2 separate regions of the Mus musculus genome follow, and region 2 is linked to region 1. Evidence: chromatin contacts called from public HiChIP or PLAC-seq data. All regions are on one chromosome and are shown on one strand. The core of a region is the stretch at or near the end of the contact, and the rest is flanking DNA. Distances in the headings are between cores, read along the strand shown. Region 1 holds the start of Igf2bp2 (insulin-like growth factor 2 mRNA binding protein 2). Region 2 has its middle 23 kb from the start of Gm25810.

Region 1 (6,494 bases), core at 2,921-5,420:
TTTACTAGGTTTACAAGATCACTCGGGAACTCTGACAACCATTTCAGCTCTCTAGGGAGGGCTAATGTAGGGAAGATTGAGAGAAACAGCCAGGAGTGCGTTTTGTTAGGTAGGAGCGAGGACCTCTATAGATTTCTGGCTTTCCCTTGGAGGTTGCTCCTGCCATCTCCAAAGGGTTCCCTGGCCCCCTTCCTATCACAATTGCCTCTAGGAACTGTGGCTACTGCATGTTGATCTTGATATCAACACAATGGGATTTGGAGTCATCAGGGAAACAAATACCTGACCATGACTCTGAGGGACTGGGTTTAGGTGGGAAGAGCCATCCTAAACGTGTGTGGCAGCATCCCTCATGGGCTGGGCTGCTAAGCTGCAGAAAGAGACAGCGAGTTGAGCATCAGCCTTTATTCTTCTGCTTCCTGACTGTAGACCCAATGCAGGCAGCTTCTTCACACCCCAGCTCCATGCCTTCCCTACGAGGGTGGGTGGTATTCTCAAAACATGAGAAATGACTAGTATAGAAAACTGATACTCAGTAGTGGGGCCATGGGTGTGATAATCCTGCCTGTATGGTCTGCAAGAACTTGGAACTGGCTTATAGGAGGACTGTAAGTTTGGAACTTTGGGTTAGGAAAGTCCTAGAATGCTGTAGGCAGAATTTAATAGGCCAGGCTGGTGGGAATTTGGAAAACTAGAATGTCAAATGTGGGCAGTGGAAACCTAGCTCGTGAGGTTCTTGAGGAGAACAAGAACCCTATGGAGAACTGGGTCAGGGACCGTTTATGTTCTACTGTAAACACTGGGGCTGCCTCTTGACTGAGTCCTGAGATCCTGAATGAAGTTGAATTTAAAAGTAATGGGATGAATGTGCTTGGTAGAGGGAATTTTAAGACAGGCCAACACTCAAACTGTAGTACAGCTGCAGTCCATTGCTCAGTCAGGCCTACAGTTAGAGAAAGCAAAGAGAGGAAAGATAGAAGTTTGATAGACTTGAAAGCGGCTGTGGCTGTTAAGTACCATCAGGAAACTTGGGTCTCTGTGCTGGGCCTACAGGAGAGATGCTCTGAGGGGAAGATCCCATCTATTAAGATTTCCAAAATACAAATTTATCTGAAAGGAGCTAATGCTACTGAAGGGGTTCTTTACTCAACCTCCCCCCCCCCAAATAAAACAAACAACAAACAACAACTACTTAGGAAAAATGTGTTTCTCCAGGATCAGAACACCACAGCCAACAGAACCATGGTCCAAGAGGAAACTGTGGGGGCAGGCTCCATCTTGAGCTGGCAGCAGAACCTGGCATCAGCATCCACATGAGAGTAGTTGTAAGCACGACAGATAGATGGGGAAGGTGTCATAGAACAGAACATCATGGGCTGGAGAGATGGCTCAGTGGTTAAGAGCAGTGACTGCTCTTCCAGCAGTCCTGAGTTCAATCCCCTGCAATCACATGGTGGCTCACAACCATCTGTAATGGGATCTGATGCCTTCTTCTGGCATGTCTGAAGACAGCTACAATGTACTCATATAACTAATAAATAAAACTTAAAAAAAAATAAACAACAGAACATCATAGTTGCACGGAGTCACGGAGGCTAGACTATGTGTGGCAGGGTTGATGTCCTTGTGAAGAATCTCTGTGAGGCCATTTTGTGAGCTCTAACAAGATGAAGCCTGACCTGCAATGGAGACTCCATGTTGGAGATGATAAAAACAGGGGACTCCAGGAGGGAAAGCTGCATGTGTTAAGAGAAGCCAGCCCCAAACAGAGGCTATGCTTGCTGCAGGTCGGCAGAGCTGGTGGAGCAGGGCCACCCAAGCCCTCTGGAGCCCAGCGGGTTCCTCAGAAGCCCCAGATGGCGGAGCTGTAGGATCTTGTTTGCCCTGCTGCCCTTTGCTTCTGTTTTAGTCAGGATTTTTCCTCCCTCTGGAATGGGAGTCTTTATAATGGCATTGTTACCAGAAATGGGCAACTTGCTTATTAACATTATAGTGGTTCTCAATGAAGTGATAACCCTCAGTCTTTAGAGAGACTTGGGACTTTTCAAACAGTGTTAGGAATATTTAAGATTATAGGGGCTTTTAGAATTGGACTAAATGTATTTTTATTACGAGAAGAAAGCAAAACTTTAGGGAGCTGGGGTGGAATGTTATGATGCTTAATCTTGTCAATTCGATGAGATTTCGAATCACCACAGAGGACACAGGACTAGGTTTAGTGTGGAGGACCTATTATAGATAGAGGTGGCACAGGTTCTCGGGTAGGAGTTCTAGACTACATAAAAAGAAGAAAGGGACCTGAACACCAGCGCTGGGCTTTGCATCCTAGCTGTGAATGCCATGTGACCAAGAAAGACTCCTCAAACTGTGAGCCAAAGTAAACCCTTCTTTGCTCCAACTTCTTTTGGCCGATACTTTGTTGCAGTACCAAAAACAAAAACAAAAACAAGTCAGAAAAACCACAAGAGGTGTGGAGAAAAGTGTCCTTTGTGATCACTAAGGCCGTGCTATCTTCTTGAAATACCATTTACAATGTCAACAAGATAGAACACACTAAAGACAGCAAAAAGCAGCTACCTCCCAGAAAGATGTCTGCAAGTAATCTCAGAGGCAGTGTAAAAGAGGGCTCCCCTCACCCCCGGAAACCTATGCTAAGAAAGAATCGGTCTACTGCATGTGCTGCTCTTCAGGGTAGCCATGGTTTGGCCACAAACACTTGACATGTTTGAAAATGTAATGCAACAACCAAAAAGGCTCCCTAACCTTTCAGCCAGGGAGAACACCAACCCGTGGTAATTCCTTGTCTTCTGTAGCCTGTAACTATGACTTACTGTGAATGGGCAAACATAGCCTTACAAAGATGACGGCCTAATTAGCAGCCTCCGTGTAAATAATCTGAAGGCGGCTTCCAGTCTGCCGTGAGTTGTGCAGCACTCACAAGTTGTTTTCACTGGCGAGCTTCTTCCACATTTTACTCAGGAAGCATCTATCCCTGGTTTATCTGTCAGTCTGGGCAACACTATCAAAGCCCTATTCCCAGTTCTAGAAGCAGTAAAGTCCAGAGAGGAAAATGTGTGGATAGTTGATGAAAGCTAGAATTGAGATGTCAGTAAATATCTAGATGAGAAAGAATCATCCATCACTTCCTTATCAAGACAAGTAATTAAGGACCGCTCCCCCTGTCCTGTCCACCCAGCTTTTAAGTTTCCCTGGGTAAAGAAATGGAAGCAGAGTGCAGTGTGTCACACATTACTCAGCTAGCCTTTTATGTCACCCTCACAAGGGGTGGTTGTTTTATTTTCTCTAGGGATAAAAGTTAGGCTCAGGGATGTTGGCACACTTTGGGGCATACTGCTGGATCTGAGTATAGAGGAGACAGACCCTATGGCCCATGGTGACTTCTCCACCCAGACATACCTCCCAACACGTAAGCCTTCTAAAAAACCAAGGAACACTTCCCGGATCACACAGAAGTCCAAAGCCATCTCACCTCAAAATCCCTCCGTTCTTTTCTGGAGCCCTTTATTTCTACGATTCCCACGGAGCCATGTGACTTAGATTGCCGCTTGGCAATCTGTCTGGCTCCTTCCCGGGAGAGGGACTAGGACCCTGCCTCTTCCGTCCTCCGCGTGGAAGGACAACTTTCTTCTCCAGTTCCTTCCCTCTCCAGTTCCTTCCAGAGTTCAGGGAACGCCTACCAAGCCTGGGACTGAAACCCGCCCCTCAGCCTGTGCATCGTCACCTCGGCCATCACCTGGCCTCGGGTCTGGCTCTCCTTTCTTGGTTGGGGAAACCGAGGCTCGGCGCCACGGTAACTTTACTAGAATACACGGTCTGGGGGAGGGGACCCGTGTGTTCCTCCGTCCTTTGACCACATGCGCCCCCTTCTTCCAAGAGCTTGGCTCGCAGCGAGTCTCTAGATCGGTGCGTGGCTCGGGACGCGCGAGGAAAGTTGTCAGCCCTAGCGTGCAGAGCTCTCCTCAAGGTGCACCTCACTCTGGCCCCGCGCCCACGTCGCGTCCACCTTGCACACACCCCGCCCACGTCCGCGCCCCTCACCTCCCGCGCGCCGCCTGGCTCCGCCGCTCCCGGCCCCGTTGGGGCCGCCGCCGCTTCCGCCCGCCGGGCGCGCAGCCTGGGAGCGCCGAGCCCTCGGAGCGCGCGGCGCGGGACGGGCAGGGCGCGCACTCTCGGCGGTGCACACGCCGCTCCAACTCTCAGGCGCGCGGGGTGCGTCCGCCCGCCGCCGCCGCCCCGGCACCGGGAGGCAGAGCAAGCGCTTTGTCCGCACGCCCGCTCGGGACTCTGCCCGGAGGAGGCAGCCGCGCCGAGTCCCCGCCTCCGCCTCTGCCCCCGGGCGGGCCGGGCCGGCCGCGGTGGGGGGAGCCAGGCTGAGGGCGAGGGTGGGGGCGGGGGCGGGCGCAGGAGGAGAGAGGAGGGCAGCGGAGGCGGCGGGAGCGCCGGGTGCCGGGCCGGGGGAGCCGCGGGCTCTCGGGAAGACGCGGATGATGAACAAGCTGTACATTGGGAACCTGAGCCCCGCCGTCACCGCCGACGACCTCCGGCAGCTCTTCGGGGACAGGAAGCTGCCCCTGGCGGGACAGGTCCTACTCAAGTCCGGCTACGCCTTCGTGGACTACCCCGACCAGAACTGGGCCATCCGCGCCATCGAGACCCTCTCGGGTGAGCACTCGGCGCAGCCCACGCCGCGCCTCGCCGGCTCGGGACGGCGGCAGCGGGGAGGCCGAGCCCCATGGGCCGCGCCCGCCGCGACTCCCGAGCCCTCACGCTCACTTTCACGCACCAGCCCCGCGACTCTCGCGGCGGGCTGGCTCCGGGATGGCCGGCTGCCCTGCCCCCACCGCGGGGGCTAACACAGACCCTTGGGCCTCAGAGTCGAGGCGACCCTGTGCCCCTCCGAGGGTCCCCAGGCTCGCTGGCTCCCTAGGAGCGCCCCTGGAGTGCCCAGCTGCTCTCCAGAGCTTCCCCCGCCCCCACCTTTGCAGAGTCCCCCGTTTTTCTTTTTCTAGACCCTTCTAGTACCCCCTTTGCCAGGGACCCCCCCAAATCCAGCATCTCTCCTCCTAGCCAGACCTTCCTTCTTCCCATGCCTCGTGCCAAAGACCTCTCGCCCTCTGTCGTCTCCCAAGCCGCACTCTCCTTTTGAGACCCCCTCTTGTCTTCTGGCCCCCCACTTTCGGCATCTCCTCGACTTCACCTACTGAACCCTTCGAGGTCTTGGGGTTTTTCCCCACCTGGCCCTTGTCGGACCGCACATCTCCCTCGGTCCTTTCCCGAAGCTCAGTTCCCTCTCTCTGGTCTCGGAAGCGCTCCTATTTTTCCCTGAATTTTTTGTCCGATTTTATTGAGAAGAACTCGGGGCTGGGGGCTTTCCGCCTCCCGTCTCCCCGCCTCCTGCTCGGCCAGGAGCACCTTTTTACGAGGTACCCTGTCTCAACTCGGTGGGGGCCCGGGCTGAGAACCGGGAAAGAGGCGACCGGGGGGCCCGCGAGCGCGCTGGAGCCCGGACGGGAGTCGGAGCGCGACACTCGCCCGCGCGCGCGCTCCCAGCTCGCATCCCGCACACGCACGCGGCGGGCCACGCTCCCGGGGGCCTGGGACCCCCGGCCCCGCAAGGGAACCCCCTTCTTTGGGAAACCTGTGCGGCGGGGCAAGCTGGCGAGACCTTTGGGTCACCCCAAAGCAGGCGTCCGCAGAGCCAGGGACTCCTGTGCGTGTCCCCGGGACCGCTGTCAGGGAGGGCAGGGGGCGAGCGCCTGGGAGCCTCCGGGTCCCGGGATGGCGGGATGGGGTGCTGGGGGCCGGAGAGACCGAGGCGCGCCAGCCTTGCAGCTTGAGTTTCAAATGAGCTCATCTTTTCAAATTGGCGCCGCTCTTTATTAAATGTGTTTTTCCGGTAATGCCACCCACAGCTATACCTGGGGTCGGAACCGGGCTTGCGCCCGTCCCTCCTCGCTCGTTACCCGGGGCGTCCACTTTTCATCACAGTTGGCGCTAAGTTCGCCCAGCTGCGGCCGGGTGGAGACCCCTTGAAGGCTCCAGAAGGAGGAGCCCGAGCGCGGAGTAGTGTGCGAGCCCCTCCTTGACCCCCGCGGGTTTGACTCTGGGAGGTTCTGAGTGCTTTAAATTTCTGTTTTAAAGGTAAAGTGGAATTGCATGGGAAAATCATGGAAGTTGACTACTCAGTCTCTAAAAAGCTAAGGTAAATATATTTTGCCTAGTTCTTTTTTTCTTTACCCCTTCTGTGGTTGGGCTTCCATACGCATAACTAAAGAAATACGCTCAGCTTAAAAAAAAGTGCCTATATCGTTTTTAAAGGGGTTTTTGTTGGTTTTGTTATTGGACATTCATAGCTTTAAAAGTTATTATTGTTATTATTATTTACTTTTGTTCTATAAGGTGTTTTCTGTGCTTGCAAACTGGTGCCTAATTAGGGGTCGAGATGGAGAACACTAGGTGGATTCAGTTGGCTG
Region 2 (5,901 bases), core at 2,610-5,109, 37 kb before region 1:
GAGTTCTAGGCCAACCAGAGCTACATAGAACCTATCTCAAAACGAATAAACAAACAAGAACTATGACCTCATTTCTGAGAAACAAGAGCTGTGGGAGCAGGAACTTGAGACCAGTGAATAGTCTCCAAGGATGCAGCCTCAGGCTAAATCAGTAGTTCTCAATGTGTGGAGCAGGAACCCTTTGGAGCTCTCATATCAGATATTCTACATATCAGATGTTTACATCACGATTCATAACAGTGGCAAAATTACAGTTATGAAGTAGCAATAAGATAATTTTATGGTTGGGGGATACCACAACTTGAGGAACTGTATGAAAGGGTTTTGGTGTTAGGAAGGTTGAGAACCACTGTGCCAAAACACGGTTCTTCAAAGCTCACACCATGTGTACACAGAATATCAAAGACTCCTTGAGCCTTAGAGGGTTTGTGTGTTCCACATCCTTGCACAGACAGCTCTTGACTCATGGGGGTGGGGACTAGACCTAACTGGGAAGGTCAGAAAATAAAGAACCATGCAGACACATAGAAAAGCTTTAGTCAGGTGGACTGGCTTTTTGATGGAGATGCCTCAGTACCCCAGAGGCTCAGCATTTCATTATATATAGTTGAACAGAGAGGCAGAGTTACTGCATATAGCTGAACAAGAAGGTGGAGTTATGGTATGGATCTGTAAAACCCAATCAACCCTGTTTTTGAAGAAACTCCATTTTGTGTGTGACCAGGGGCTAAACTCCAAGTCCAGGAAGAAAACCACAAAGTCCACTTGAGTAAACATCCCATAGCAACCCCCCATTCTAGCAACAGCCAGTCAGGCTACAATAGCAGGGTCAAGGTACATCGAGATACCTGAAGACATCCTGCAGAGAATAGATAACTTGGCCATTCTGTTTGTCAGGTGGTTTTGCTCCTGTAGTTCATTTCCTGCAGATTACACCAGAGATGCAGTTTTTAAAATACTAACTTGATGACCCATATAGAAATTTCCCAAGCTTGCTGTAACTATAATAAATAACTTGCACCCGTAGACTCAGGGCTTTCATTTAGACTCAATGCTACAGGGATGGTGAGAGACCTTGCTCATGAGCTCATAATAGAGTCTTATGTGATTGCATTGGAACTGGCTCCTTGGTAATCTTTGGGGTCCCTACGACTTGGACATAACAGATCAAAACAATAGTTTTTAGCCAATCACAATAGGAACCATCTCTGTGGGGAGCAGTTTTCAGGCTCTGAATATGGAGGCAAGGAGCAAAAGCTGTGGTGGACACTTTCTGTACATACTGTTGACATTTTCACACATGGACTAGAGAAAGCCTTTGCCATTTTGATCTGAACTTCACCCTGGGGTGACGGGTCTAGGACTTTGGGGTCCTGACACATTCACTCGGGACTTCATTCACTCAGTGCTCCCTCTGCTCCTCATATCTCCCCTCTCTTATTTTGTGGACGCTCAGGATGAATCTTCACACTCAGTCTGGAAGTGGTTCCCTGCAGCGCTGGATACTAGGCCATAAAGAAGAAGGCCACAGCAGCCACTGTGCCCAACAGAAACCAAAGGTAAAGAGACGGCAGCCTGGGAGTCCATTAAAGATCCAGTGGTAGCAGTATCTTTCTTAGGATATGGGGACATAATTGGGCCACATTATTATTATGGGCACAAGCATCTGCAGGTAGGCCCCATTATTTCCCAGTTATCCCATCTAAATTGCATCACTGTAGCCCACCCCAAATAGTTGGATGGAGTTCACTGAGACTGCAGAAGATTACAGCAGTAACCCCCCACCCCCATATAGAATAACTCACTGATGTAAATAAGTAGGTAAGTGGCCAAGCCACTGTATGAAAACGCATTGGCCCAACCCCTCTACAGGTCTTACCTGCATGGATGGATGCAATTACTAGACACAAAGCATTTAAAGCTACCAAGACTAACCCGCCTTGGTTATGTGACTCCTCTGTCTATGTAAGCACGGCTCTGCAGCTTTTGCCTGTCTTCTCCATCCCAGGTGTGATGCAGTGACTGACTGTAGCGTTCCCCAGTGCAGACAAACCAGACCCCCATAGCCATGGTGGTGAGAAACAAACACTGCTGCACTTCCCTGGCTCCCAGGGTCCAGGATGAGGTCCACCTCACAGGCTGCATCATCTGTGCGCTGTGTGTGTGTGTGTGTGTGTGTGTGTGTGTGTGTGTGTGTGTGTACAAATGTAACATCAAAGAAACTAAAGCAAAAGCAAAAATGGGAACATGCTTGGGTCCTTCTGTTGTATATCCAGTCCCTCAAAGGCTTTTCTATTATTTATTTATTCTTCATGCAGCCAAATCTCCTGCCCTGTTGAGCCCCATTTTGGCCCTGGTTTGGGCCTTGAAGACAAACCCAAGCCTGGCTCGAGTTTTGAGACCTGTGTCAGTCACTTCCTTATCAGAGTGACTCAGCAAGACCTGTTTGTTTCTGCCTCTGCCCCACCGTTTTGCTGATATGGAGCTTTGCCATTGGCCCTGTCAGTCACTCCATACCCTCCATCACCCTTCCCCACCTCCTATGTTATCTTACCCCACCAAAAATCCCCGTCTCTATGTTCTGAACTTATATTTTTAAAAAGATTTTATCTATTATTATACATTAAATACACTGTAGCTGTCTTCAGACACACCTAAAGAGGGCATCAGGTCTCATTACGGGTGTTTGTGAGCCATTATGTGGTTGCTAGTATTTGAACTCAGGACCTTCAGAAGAGCAGTCAATGCTCTTAATAGCTGAGCCATCTCGCCAGCCCCATGTTCCAAACTTATATAAGTGAGAGGCTGATGCCATAGAGTTGAGTTCCTGTTTTGACAAGACTCCTGGCTCAGTGTCAGCCCTGGAGAGACCCTGATGGGATATCAGCCCTGGAAAAACCCTAGTGGGACTGGGACCTCTGTCCTCTCACCTGGACCTGCTGGCAAGGAGCTGGCACTGCCCCTTTCCCTGGGCATGCCTCCTAAACATTGCCAGGGACCAATAGAGCTGCAACACCTACATTGTAATTCTGAAGTTTACAAAATCCTCTCAATGTACTAATGTACAACTGCCTCTCTAGATTTTACTTCTTCCCAAAATCTTAACTCATAACTGTCCTTTTCTAGAGTTCAGCTGCCTCTCCCTGGAGTCTACTTGTTCAAATGTTTTTTAGCCTATGCTTAGAATTGCACCCCTTTATCTCTGTCTTTCTTCACGGTTTTATTTATTCCCTGCCTTACTTTTTCTTTTACCTGTATCAGGATGATTCTCTCGGGAGCATTCATTCCCTTGTCTGACATCTAAGATTCCTAGTATCGGGGTGGGTAAGATGACTCAGAGACTGAGTGCACTGTCTGCTATTCCAGAAGAACCAGGTCCCACATGACAGTTCACAATTGCCTGTAACTCCAATTACAGGGGATCTGACACCCTCACATAGACATGCATGCAGGGGAAACACCAATGCACATGAAATAAAAATAATAAATTATATATTTTATAAATAAACAATATACAATAATATATTAATATATAAATATAGTATCTATCTATCTATCTATCTATCTATCTATCTATCTATCTATCTATCTATCTATCTAGATTTCCAGTAGCCAGTGTCCACATTTTGGTGCCCAGTTGGCTTATTATTCAGGTATTACTTCTTGTTGTGTCCTTGCTTGGCTTCCCAGAGGAACTTGACCTGACTGAGGGCAGTGAGGGGATGAAGAGAAAGACATGCATAGAAGAGCTGGGGTGAAGTTGCCTCTCTGATGGAAAGACTGTAGTGTTGTGGATGAGCCTGGTGCTGTTGGTATTTTGATGCTAATTCTGCTCTCCTGGGATGGGTTGAGGACATGGAGTGAGTCACATGACTTACTGTGAACCAATGCCCTAATGAATAAAGGAGCCAATCACTGAGCAGGTAGGAGGGGCTTCTGGGTTGGATGGAGGAAGAGAGGAAGCAGGAGAGAGTTAGGTCTTTTTAGAGGGGGATAGCGTGAGAACAAGATGTAGCTATGAGTGCTTCCCTGTTTCAGTGGCAGATCCATCATGATTTGCTACGGGAAGGTTTAGATTTAATAAGGCTTACAAGTTAGGATTTTAGTTGCTGCGCCCAGCAATTGAGTTACCCTAGTTTCTGAACTAACATTGTATTGTGTTTTCCTTCATGCAGTGGCTTCTCTGGGTTCCAGAGAGAAAAATACTGTGGCAAAGCATGAGTTTCCCTGAGTTGCACCACAAAGGCCGTGGGAGATCTGAAGCATGGGACTGGTGTGGTAACGACCCATCAGTGGGAACTTAGCGAGCTGGGTGGAGACGTTTTTGGGAGTTCTGGGCCAGAGAGTCTCCATGAGATAAAAATAGGTAGGCCATTACCCACCAGTGCATGGCTAGCCAGGCTGCCAGAGCAGAGGCACAAGTGTAGAAACATGACTGTATTTTTTGTTTGTTTGTTTGTTTATTTGTTTGTTTTTTGTGACAGGGTTTCTCTGTATAGCCCTGGCTGTCCTGTAACTCACTTTGTAGACCAGGCTGGCCTCGAACTCAGAAATCCTCCTGTCTCTGCCTCCCGAGTGCTGGGATTAAAGGCGTGTGCCACCACGCCCAATGACTGTTTCTTTTGTTTGGTTTTTGTTGTTGTTGTTGTTGTTTTTTTTTTTTTTTTTTTTTTTTTTTGGTTTTTCGAGACAGGGTTTCTCTGTATAGTCCTGGCTGTCCTGGAACTCACTTTGTAGACCAGGCTGGCCTCGAACCCAGAAATCCGCCTGCCTCTGCCTCTGCCTCCTGAGTGCTGGGATTAAAGGCATGCGCCACCACACCCGGCGACTGTTATATTTTTTAAATATTATCCGTAACACTGTAGCCTCCAGGACTCACAGCATTTTTATTATATACATTTGGCAGATAAACAGGGAGGCAGAGTTTATGGTATATAGCTGAATCGACATAAATACCAGTGTGAGGTCTATGGTAGACATTTTATTTTCTTTTTTAAAAGGGAGTTGTAGAGAGAATATCTTATTTTGTTTTAGATTTACTTATTTGTTTGTTTGTTTCATGTATATGAGTATACTGTAGCTATACAGATGGTTGTGAGCCTTCATGCGGTTGTTGGGAATTGAATTTAGGACCTCTGCTTGCTCCAGTCAACTCCACTTACTCAATTCTAGCTCGCTCCAGCCCAAACTTTATTATTATTATATGTAACTATACACTGTAGCTGTCTTCAGAGTCACCAGAAGAAGGCATCGGATCTCATTATGGGTGGTTGTTGGAATTTGAACTCAGGACCTTGGGAAGAGCAGTCTCACCAGCCCCCTGTGGTAGACATTTTCGACTTTCATTATCAACATCCACATGTGGACCAGAGGAAGACTTTGCCATTTCCCTTTGAGCTTCATTCACCCTGGTGGTTGGGAGAGGAAAGCTTTCCTATTTTTCCACGAGTCTGAGGCTCTGGGGTCCTTGACATGGCCCTGTCCATGTCAACAACACACATTTACTCAAGGATATCACAGACTCAGAGCTTCCTCTGCTGTGTGTGTGTGTGTGTGTGTGTGTGTGTGTGTGTGTGTGTGTGTGTGTGTGTGTGTAGGCTAGAGGTCAATGTTGAGCATCTTTCCCGATTACTTTCCACTTTATTTTTTGAGTCTGCGTCTCTCCATGGCCCTGAAGCTGACTAATCTGCCAGCCCTGGGGATTCCAGTCTCTGCCTCCATGGTGCTTAGATTATAGGAACATTGCTGTAACCCACTTTTACTGCTACACAGTGAGACCCTGTCTCCAGAAAAAGAAGAAAAAAAAACCCTCCAAAATACAATTTATGTCCACCCTCCCTACAATTCTTGTCCAGAACACAGCCTTGCTATGTGTGGGTAGGGAGGGTAGGGGGCCCTGAG

The links. HiChIP or PLAC-seq counts read pairs in DNA pulled down with a chosen protein or histone mark.
Region 2: a contact with region 1 is called in an H3K27ac HiChIP or PLAC-seq map of embryonic stem cells, with 8 read pairs. The contact joins the enhancer-like site here to the promoter of Igf2bp2 in region 1. A contact is called at or near these places in 1 of 39 promoter capture datasets (pre-B cells), 4 of 484 Hi-C or Micro-C datasets (embryonic stem cells, nephron progenitors and reprogramming fibroblasts), 4 of 115 datasets of contacts at active chromatin or transcription factors (embryonic stem cells, extraembryonic endoderm stem cells and pancreatic cancer cells) and 4 of 9 other capture datasets (adipose tissue, liver, macrophages and 1 more).

Annotation. Positions count from the first base shown.
Region 1 is chr16:22,160,975-22,167,468 of GRCm38.p6, reverse strand. It overlaps Igf2bp2 (insulin-like growth factor 2 mRNA binding protein 2), which reads left to right and starts at 4,170. Exons shown (of 16, transcript NM_183029.2): 1 at 4,170-4,683; 2 at 6,163-6,223. The coding sequence starts at 4,506.
Region 2 is chr16:22,198,604-22,204,504 of GRCm38.p6, reverse strand. No RefSeq gene overlaps it. Among named protein-coding and RNA genes, the nearest start is that of Gm25810, 23 kb to the left of the region's middle. Within about 2 kb of position 3,859, at least 29 of the 459 cell types and tissues checked have an H3K27ac peak or open chromatin away from gene starts, as enhancers often do. A contact at or near this core is called in embryonic stem cells, where this site is marked.